Regions from separate parts of the Mus musculus genome. Here region 1 is linked to region 2. A link is a contact called in public Hi-C data. All regions are on one chromosome and are shown on one strand. The core of a region is the stretch at or near the end of the contact, and the rest is flanking DNA. Distances in the headings are between cores, read along the strand shown. Region 1 has its middle 18 kb from the start of Uchl1os. Region 2 overlaps Apbb2 (amyloid beta (A4) precursor protein-binding, family B, member 2).

Region 1 (5,297 bases), core at 2,552-5,051, 310 kb after region 2:
CCCAGCCCTTTATCTTTATTCTTAAAAACACAGTTCCCTCTCTGCTTCTAGCCATTGAGCTTATAATTGATTTAACTTTATAATCTCCTTTCCCAAGCTTTCCAAGAATGACTACATTATCGTTATAATACAATTTTTTAAAGTTCTTGCCCTAGGATCGAGACTCCTCTGAATTCCTGGCTGTTAATTCTAGCATACTTCTAATTTTCTTCAATTTGCAGCTGAAACTAGTACCACTTATTTAGTCGCCAATATCATAAAGGTCATCTGGTGTATGTGTGGGTCGCGTGCCTGTGTGCACGTGCGAGTGTATAAGTGTGTGCGAGTGTGTAGGCTAGATGATAACTTCAGATGTTGTCCTTAAGTACTCTCAACCGTGTTCCCTGAGAGCGGTCTCTCAGTGGGAGTTGGGGTTGTCTGGTTACAGGTACACTGGCTGGTCAGTGAGCAGTTGGCTGTGGCTTTTCAGCCAGTGTGCCCCCCCCCCCCCACGCTCACCTCTTTACATGATGCTAGTAATCAGGTTTACACGTCATAGCAGACACTACTGACCAATTCCCCTGACTCCTAGCCCCTGTGTTATCCTATCCTCAACAGGCCCTCTTACAGAATTACTTAATTATTTTTATTTATTTATTTATTAGATATATTAGGTATTTTCTTCATTTACATTTCCAGTGCTATCCCAAAAGTCCCCCCTCCCCTCCCCCCCACTCCCACTTCTTGTTCCTGGCGTTCCCCTGTACTAGGGCATATAAAGTTTGCAAGACCAAGGGGCCTCTCTTCCCAATGATGGCCGACTAGGCCATCTTCTGCTACATATGCAGCTAGAGACACGAGCTCCGGGGGTACTGGTTAGTTCATATTGTTGTTCCTCCTATAGGGTTGCAGATGGGTCTACTTATTTTTATGTTCTCTAAAACCTCAGCGTATCTGGACCACACTCAGTTTCCTGCCCATCTACCGTGTTAGATAATGACCCAGCCGCTAATTTGACACAGTTTTTTTTTTTTCCTCTTCGAATGGTGTGGTCTTTCTAAAGCATTTCTTTGTTTACCTGATTGGTTTTTCAACTGGGGTTATCATCCTCAGGGAGACAGGCATGCTTTTGCTACCGTGAACTCCTTGTGTAATCTGATTGCCTGGTGTCAAGTGTGCACACACACACACACCCAGTTCTGCAGGGTGGGATGGATGTCAGGGCCACCCGTCTCCCACAGGATTGTGCAAGAAGAATACATGTAGGACTTTGTGCATGTGGCCATGTCTTGAGTAACCTTTTCGATGTGACTTAAACTGTTCAAATTGAGAGCTGAGCATAGTGCACACCCTGGTAGTCTGAGGAAGAGCATCCCTTGAGCCTAGGAGTTTGGGGACTAGCCTGAGCAACATAGCTACATCCTGCCCCTCCCTCAAAAGGTAAAGTGTGTATGTGTGTGTATGTGTGTGTGTGTGTGTGTGTGTGCGCACATGCATACACGTGTGTGTGCACCGTGGCATGTTTTTGGAGAACATAGAGCAAACTTCTGAGAGTTAGTTCTCTCTTTCCACTCTGTGGGTTCAGGTCTTTGGGCTAAACAGCAAACACTTTTACTTGCTGAACATCTTGCGGACCCCAAACCAGACCAGGTTCCTTACCAGAATACCTTAAAAAAAACAAAAACCAAAAAAACAAGCCAGGTGTGGTGGCGCACGCCTTTAATCCCAGAATTTGGGAGGCAGAGGCAGGAGGATTTCTGAGTTCGAGGCCAGCCTGGTCTACAAAGTGAGTTCCAGGACAGCCAAGGCTACACAGAGAAACCCTGTCTCGAAAAACCAAAAAGAAAAAAAAAAGAAAAGAAAAAAGAAAAACAAAAAACAAAACAAAAAAACCTCCAAGTTCCTAACTCATAGCTCACAACCCACAATGGTGTCATTTATGGTAAGATGGCACATTCAGTCTCCCGTAAGATGAAGGGTCAAGAGCTATTTGCACTTTTGAGGGTAGAGATTTTTAATTTCTTTTTGAAAAATGATTTGTTGGGGCTGGTGAGATGGCTCAGCAGGTAAGAGCACTGACTGCTCTTCCAAAGGTCCTGAGTTCAAATCCCAGCAACCACATGGTGGCTTACAACCATCCGTAATGAGATCTGATGCCCTCTTCTGGTGAATCTGAAGACAGCTACAGTGTACTTATGTATAATAATAAATCTTTGGGCCGGAGGGAGCAGGAACTTGAGTGAGCAGAGGTCCTAAAATTCAATTGCCAACAACCACATGAAGGTTCACAACCATCTGTACAGCTACAGTGTACTCATATATATAAAATAAATAAATCTTAAAAAAAAGTAAAGAAAAATGATTTTTTTTTTTTATTTATGTGTGTCTGTGTATGCATGCGAGCCCATAGAGACTAGAGGAGAAGATCATGGATGCCGGGGAACTGAACACGGGTTCTCTGCAAGAGCAGCACCTGCTTTTTAACTGCTGAGCTCTCGCCAGCCCTGTTTGGGTTTTGTTCTTTGTTTTGGTTTGTGTTTTAAGTTATAGACAAAAGAAGATTGCCTCAGCCCACGGTTCTGGCTCAAGGTTGAGGGGCTGTGTCCCGTGATGACCTCTGGAGAATTCCGAGGTTACTCGGGGTATTACACGGTGAGCCTGGCCAGTGGTGCTGAGTGTTAACAAGGGAATTGTTTAACTGGAAATCTGAACGATGGGGCCAAAAGCATTTTTAAAACGTGGGCTCGTGGGTTTATTTGCTTTGAGTGAAATGAAAATATCTGTAGTACTTCTCAGCCGTGCTCCGTAAGCTAAGCCAGTTAAACTCTTTAGAGCACAGAAAAGATGAAGAAGGAAGTGATGGGGACAGGGCGAGAAGAGAGAGGAGAGGGCCATGTGATCAAAATACACTCTATATGCATATGAAAATATAATGAGACTCATATATAACTAATAGAACAAAAATGTCTCTAATAGTTTCAGGAAAACCTTCAAATATCTAGCATTCGGATGTTTAAATACAAATTTAGGCTCCCCCCCCCATTGTTTTCTTTTATTGAAAAAAAAAGATGCTGGGTTTGGAGAGATGGCTCAGCAGTTAAGAACATTGACTGCTCTTCTGGAGGCTGGGGTTCAAATCCCAGCACCCACAGGGCAGCTCACAACTGTCTTTAACTCCAGTTCCAGGGGATCCTGATATTCTCACACAGACATACCTGGAGGCAGAACACCGATGTAAATAATATTTTTAAAATTAGGAAAATGATAGATTCTTTTCTCATACACTATATCCTGATTACAGTTTCCCCTCCCTCTACTCCTCCCAGTTCCTCCTCCCCTCCCCCCTCCCCTCCCCCCTCCCCTCCCCCCTCCCCTCCCCTCCCCTCCCCTCGCCTCCGGACCCACTCCCTTTCTGACTCTCATTAGAAAAGAACAGGCTTCTAAGAGACAACAACCAACATGACAAAATGTAATAAGATGAAACAAAAGCTATCATATTGAAGTTGAACACGGCAGCCCCACAGGAGGAAGAGAGTCCCAAGAGCAGGCACATGAGTCACAGGCCCATTCATTCTCATGGTCAGGAATCCCATAAAGATGCTCAGCTGATAGCTAGTGCAGACCACTGTGGGCCCGTGACTGCTGCTTCAGTCTCTGGGAGCCCGTATGCACTTTGATTATGATTCAAAGGGCTTTCTTCTCCTGGTGTCCTCCACCCCCTTTGGCTCTTACATTTTCTGCTTCCTCTTCCACCGGCTCCCCTGAGCTCTGAAGGGAGGGATTTGATGGAGACCTGCATGTTTAGGTGGTCCTAATGAGTACTAGTAATGAGGGGTGCAGAGTCTCAGCTGGTCATCTTTTGTACCCAGGTGAGGCATCCAGTGGCAGGACTAGGTTGTATTCACCTGAATTGCTGGCCAAGGGGGTCCCATGGAAATCCCCAAACACCCCACACTGATGCTGAGACAAAAGGTTGCTCTCTGAAAACTGGCAACAGGGCCACATTGCTGAAGACAACACCCACACAACTCATTGAGCATGGAGAAGCCAAGCTGTGCCCGTGTGGAGTCTTAACCCCTGTGTTCTAGTCTCTCTGGTAAAGGAACACACTCTGCAGGCTACCTAGAGAGAAACATGAACACCATCCCAGCCACAAAACCTTCCACCTACAATCTATCCTGCTGCAGAATATGCTAAGGCAATGGTAGCACAGGACTTGTGGGCATAGCAACCAGCCAGTGTCTGATTGGACCTAAGGCCCACTCCAGAAGAAACCCACACAAAACACTGCTTGGGTAACAGAGAACCAGAGACTAGATAGCTCAGAGACCTAGAATAAAACCAAACAGCTACTGATCACAAACAAACAAGACCTAGAATAAAATCTAACAACTACTGATCACAAACCAACCAACTAACAATTCTAATGATAATCTTCTACAATTATAAATCAGAGCTTTATCCAAGGCTTATCAGAAAGGGTTCCTCTGGCAGCAGATGGTAACAGATTCAGAGACCAGCAACCAGACATTATGCAGGGGTGGGGGGGGGGAGGGGAGAGAGAGAGAGAGAGGGAGAGAGAGAGAGAGAGAGAAGGAGGAGGAGGAGAGAGATGGGAGAGAGGGAGAGAGGAGAGGGGAGAGAGATGAGAGAGAGGGAAAGAGAGGAGAAGGAGAGGGGAGAGAGAAGAGAGATGGGAGAGAAAAGAGGGAGGGAGAGGGAGAGGGAGGGAGAGAGAGAGAGAGAAAGGAGGAGAGGAGAGAGAGATGGGAGAGGGAGGGAGGGATAGAGAGGAGAGGGGAGAGAGATGAGAAAGAGATGAGAGAGAAAGGGAAAGAGAGAGGAGGAGAGGGGAGAGAAGAGAGATGGGAGAGAAAAGAGGGAGGGAGAGGGAGAGGGAGAGGGAGGGAGAGGGAGAGGGAGAGGGAGAGGGAGAGGGAGAGGGAGAGGGAGAGGGAGAGGGAGAGAGAGAGAGAGAGAGAGAGAGAGAGAGAGAGAGAGAATCTTAAGCCTAAATTCTCTGTTTACATCCAAAGTACATTAAATGACTTATTCAAAGCTATGCTCATTATGGCCACAAGGTGGCAGTACAGGAAAACCTATGGCATTTTTGTAGCCAAGCAGAAGTAACCAGGAGGAGCAGTGTGGACACCACCCTCATTTTGCCCAGTGTTTTGGGCTAGATGATCTTGTCTAGATATATTTTAGCCAACATGAACCCTGAGGATTGGATATTTTTGCTGGGCCATTCATAGTTCTGCCAAGTTTTATTATTTTATGGTAAAATCAAAATGAACAATAATAAGTTCAAATCAGAA
Region 2 (4,872 bases), core at 643-3,142:
ACAGGGTGGGAACCGAGGGCTGGGCTGCAACCATCACAGGTCCTGTCTAAGTGACCTACGTCCACCAGGCAGTCTTCGCCTCCCAATGACCCCCTCAGCCTACCATCATGGACGGTGGTAATGGTGGTCATACTTAGCTCATTTCACACTCTCCACAAATGGAGAAAAACATGGGCCTGTCAGGGACACTTCAGATCGGATCCCTAACCCTGTCACTGTGAAATGATGCCATTATGGCTTCTTACATAGCACCAGGCTTTCCTCCTGAGCCTGACAGGTCACGTGCCAACATATACACACTTGACACTGAATAAGCGAATGCCCAGTGGCCAGCTGCTGCAGACAACAGCTGAAAGCCCTCACTCCTGGTGCCAGTACAGAGGTGGAAATTATAGAAGCCAGCCAGCTGCTGATATGATCTCCTTACAGAGTCCTGAGCTGGAGGCAGAGGGAGCGCTGAGGCCCTGTTCTTCACGGCTGGGCTGAAGAGCCTCAGACTCAGGACCTTTTAAAAAGGAGTGTGGGGCTGTAGGGAGGGAGAAATGGCTTAGGTAGAAACAGCCTGGCAATGGACTCATTCTCCTTGTCCTATAAAAGAACCATCAATTTATTAACTGCAAATAAACAAGAAATGTCTTCATTACGACTAAAACACCGTTACCTGGCAACCAGCCCGAGGAAACAGAGCTGGAGACATGTTGCATCTTTTGTGGGGAGCTATGGAAAGACATCTGCATTCTGGAGACCCTCCCTGAAGAGCCCAGCCCTGCTGGACGAGTGAATTACTTTTGTATCTAAGCAGGCTGTGAATGTCTCAGAGTGTCCATCACCCAAAGTTCCTTTCCAGAATCCTATGGGGCCAGGTTCGAGCACCTGCTGGTCCACTCTCTGCATAGCCACCCATGCACTGTTAACAGCTATGACTCACTCTGACTCCTACAGAGCTCCTACAGGGAAGAGGACAAGACTTGCCTGTCCTTTAGTTAGCCTATTCAGGGCATCTACCACCAGGCCCAGCCACTAATTGTTGATAATGACATCTCTTGTCCCAGCAGCATCCTTTAAAATTCAGAGACTCACAGCAGCCGGTTCCCGGGTGACTCACTTGGACAAGTGACCAGAAATTAACTGGGGGGAAAGAAGCCGGGCTTCTGCCAGGACTTCAGTATTATGCTCAGCCATGTTGGCAAATAAAGGAAAGGAAACAGCTTTAGAAATACAAAACTCTGTCCCCTGGGCTGAGAGGGGAATAAGTTCTAGCCAATGATGCACATGTCAGCCCTGCTGTGGGCTGGGGGAGTTGGGAGTGAGGGTGGGGGAGGTGGAACACACCATGCAGGGTTAAGCTGGGCAGCCAGGCTTTGTGCCTTGGTATTCTGTGGCCAACTACACCCAAGCAGAACACTGGGCTCTTCCTTCCTAGGGACGAGAAAAGATCTTACTATTCCCTCCATGAATTCCCACCCTGAAGCCATGCCTCGGTGGCTCTATCTTATTCCCAGGACTTGGCACATTTGCCCCGGGTTCGGGGCCTGGCTTCTTGACTGAGTCACGCAGATACGCACTCCCCTTGACAAAGGGCATTCTCTTTGACTGGCTGATGCCAGGGATGGTTTCTCTCTCTCTCAGAACTGGCTGCAATAAAGCTTTCCATACACTTCCTGTTCTGTGACCTTGCTCAGCTCTCAAGAGTCCATTTCTCTACCTCCTGAATTAGTCGAGTTCTGTTTTGACTAATAGAAGATAGTGGTACCATTTCCAAGAAAAGCCTGCTCTCACCTGGTAGCTTTGGCTTCCTGTCTTTCCTGCCCAGTGAACTGTACTGCTAAAAGCCCAAGCAACACAGAGTGGGCCCTGGAGGATGAGTCCGGGGAAGGGCTGCTCTAGATGCAGATCTTCCAGGTCCTGCTGCCTACTAGTGGATCACAGAGGAACTGCACTGCTGTGTGGCTGAATTCTGCACAAACTCCCAAACTCCAAGTCATGAGGAAAATGAAACTGTTTCCAGTTACCAAGTTCTGGAGCAGTTTATTATGTAATACAGAGGACGAGATCCCAAAGCCACACAGTAAATAAGAAGCAAATCTTGAGCGGGCCAGGTCCAGCCAGAGTCTTAGCCATCACACTGAATGCTAAGTATGTTTGCTCCCTTGGCATTAATCATTTTACAAATGTTTTCTTTCTTTCTTTTTTCCCCCACCCAGAGAATGAATCAACCATGCAAATCAAATCCAAGAGTTTCTCATAGTTCAGAATTTCTGAAGAAAACAAAGTCGTTTTCAATGGCACGGACTACTACACGCAGCTATAACATCCCACAGAAATGCGAAGGCATGAAAGTGCATTTGTTGCAGATCAGAAACAGATCTGAATGAGAGAAGACGCTCCCTGCGATTTCCTGTTTATCTCTTAGGGTTAATCTAGTGAATTGCTAGCTAATAGAATTACTTCATGGAAATTTATGCTAATAGGAACCAAGGGAAGGCTCGGATAAATAAATCTCAAGAGGAATATTAGAACCTTGCACTCCTATCCCGTTTGCTGGAGAGTTACGCTGTCAAGCATACCCAGCCCCGACTAGCCTCACTCCTTCCTTCCTTTCTCCATGTGGGGCTGGGTGTAGCAAGAACAGAACAAGAAAAGCCCTCATAAGATCCAGTGCCTGGATAATAAAATGGCTGAGCGGACCAGGCACTAACTGCAAACGGACATAAGCAATGGAAAGTACTGCAGTGATGAACTATGCTTATGTCCCTGCAGAAGACACCGCAAAATCATGTCTTATTTTGATATAAGTTTCAAACCCAACAGTGTCACCTACTCAGTGTTCTCTGTAGGCCTGTTGCATCTGCATCTGTGTGGCTCCTGGACTCATTAATGTGAGCCTTTGTCCTCAGCAGTGTGACGATCATATCAACCTTGCCAAGGCCAGCATGCCACAAAGCACTGGGCCATAGGAGTCCAGAAGAATCCATCTTTAGGCAATGACCTCCCAGTTCCAGAACTCACACCCACCCTTGGCAACTCTGCTACCTTAACCCCATCTAGATAGACAGCCAAAGCGACCTTAAGCCTGGGGAAACAGTGGCTTGGAACAAGAGGTTTGGGAGTCATGTGCACAGGGTTGAAGACTTCTTATTTCCACCAGCTACCAGATGAGCACACTGTGAGATGAGATGGGTCATTCGAGCTATTCTAAGCATCGCTTTCTCATCTATAGTGTGAGGAACTCATGCATTTGCGGGACAAGTCCATGAGCAGAGTGTAGGGCCCGTGAAAGGGCAGCCAGGACTATAGCATCCCTTTCTAGACATAACCAATTCATCTCTAGTTGCTGTGGATTAGGGCTGCTCCATTTCATAGGCAATCTTATAACTCCTCAGAATCAGACGGGGCTTCTAATATGAGGCGTGCTTATCTCACAGATGAGGAATCTGAGACCCAAAGGATTGGATGCTTCCGACAACACAATCACGTTTCCTTTCTTTTGAGTTCAAAGAGCAATGCCCCCAAAGCTACTCCTCACAAATGCCACGAAAATGATTTGGTATAGTAGCATCTGGTGGCTGGAGGCTCGGGAGACCCACGCTAAATGCTGTCTTCGCCACTCATTGTAGAACCCTCGAACTCACTTAAAAAAAATCTTTAAAACCACTTAAATTTTAAATTCAATGATTCTAAAGGAAATGTAGCCATTTTCTCTAAAGGCATAAATCCCAATATTTTCCAGCAGGTGGCACAAAATCCCCTCTACAGAAACCCGAGCAGTTAACAACAAAGGATGGGAAAGAATTGGTGTGTTATTTTTCAGAGCGTTAACTTTTCTCCAATTTGATTTTATTGTGGTGTTAATAATGCATTTGGTGAGCAATGCACCATACACCATGGAAGGACTAAACTCCGATTTCACAGCAAGAAAGCAGAGCAGGCGGGCCCAGGGGAGCCTGAGTATTGAGGTCTGTTAGAGCTTCCTACCGGGCCACCAAAGTACAAGGAGTCATTCTGTCATTATCTGTGAAAGGCCTAGGTGTGGAGGGATATTTAAAACATTTTCTTCGCTGATAAAAGTCACCGAAGAGAGAAAGAAATAATTGGAAAGAGTTATTTAAGAGCATCATGGCAGACAGTTCTTCATGTATAGAGACCTCTAGGGATGAAAGCTAAGTGGCTTTGTGGATTATATCCAAGAACAGAGAGGGGACAGTATAAGAAAACCTGAACATCAGAAAGAAATGATTACCTAAGAGCTTTAATCATTCCATAAGAAATGCCCCACTAGCGGAGTGCACACTTGGCATGTTTGCGACTGTGCGCTGAATCTCTAACACAGGAAGGGAGGGAGGCAGGGAGCTGAAGGGAGATGAGAAATGTAACACTAGCAAGTAATAGTTCGTATGCTATAAAACTAAGACAAATAAATAAAAAACTGGCAAAGCCTGGGGTGACCTGGGATGTGGGTGAGAAACGGGGTCTATAATATTACTGACTGTAATATGGAGCTGTATGTTACCGTAGGCTTATTGAAAGCCATTTCACAGTAAGTGACAGAGCCATTAGACTGATGGCCTTTGACCTGGCAATGTTGGTTCTAGCAACCTCTGCCAGAGCAGTAATTGGAAAGGGAAAACAGTCACACATTTTGAGGAAGCTGCATCTCTGCTCTGTAGTGTTTTGAACAAGCCCAATGGTCCCACTGCCTAAATGAGGGTTGGAGGATGCTGCTGCTAATTAAACAGCAACAAAGGGCGGCAATGATGAAACTAACACGGACAAACCTGAGAGCTGCTCCCAGGGATATATGAAATAACTTCCAAAGTACTCCTTACCTGCACAGAGAACCCTTGGATGTCAGGGCAGAGGAAGGATATTAGT

What was found. Hi-C and Micro-C count contacts between places; a contact is called where the count stands out from the background.
Region 1: a contact with region 2 is called in a Hi-C map of the N1E-115 cell line, with 7 times the contacts expected there. The contact joins two enhancer-like sites. A contact is called at or near these places in 3 of 15 datasets of contacts at CTCF or cohesin (the NIH/3T3 cell line and pro-B cells), 20 of 484 Hi-C or Micro-C datasets (the 3T3-L1 cell line, the HL-1 cell line, the MC3T3-E1 cell line and 16 more), 5 of 115 datasets of contacts at active chromatin or transcription factors (bone marrow-derived dendritic cells, embryonic stem cells, fibro-adipogenic progenitors and 2 more) and 1 of 9 other capture datasets (adipose tissue).

Annotation. Positions count from the first base shown.
Region 1 is chr5:66,692,225-66,697,521 of GRCm38.p6, forward strand. No RefSeq gene overlaps it. Among named protein-coding and RNA genes, the nearest start is that of Uchl1os, 18 kb to the left of the region's middle. Within about 2 kb of position 3,802, at least 2 of the 459 cell types and tissues checked have an H3K27ac peak or open chromatin away from gene starts, as enhancers often do. A contact at or near this core is called in the N1E-115 cell line, where this site is marked.
Region 2 is chr5:66,383,944-66,388,815 of GRCm38.p6, forward strand. All of the region lies in intron 9 of Apbb2 (amyloid beta (A4) precursor protein-binding, family B, member 2), which reads right to left. Among named protein-coding and RNA genes, the nearest start is that of Gm52775, 120 kb to the right of the region's middle. Within about 2 kb of position 1,893, at least 57 of the 459 cell types and tissues checked have an H3K27ac peak or open chromatin away from gene starts, as enhancers often do. A contact at or near this core is called in the N1E-115 cell line, where this site is marked.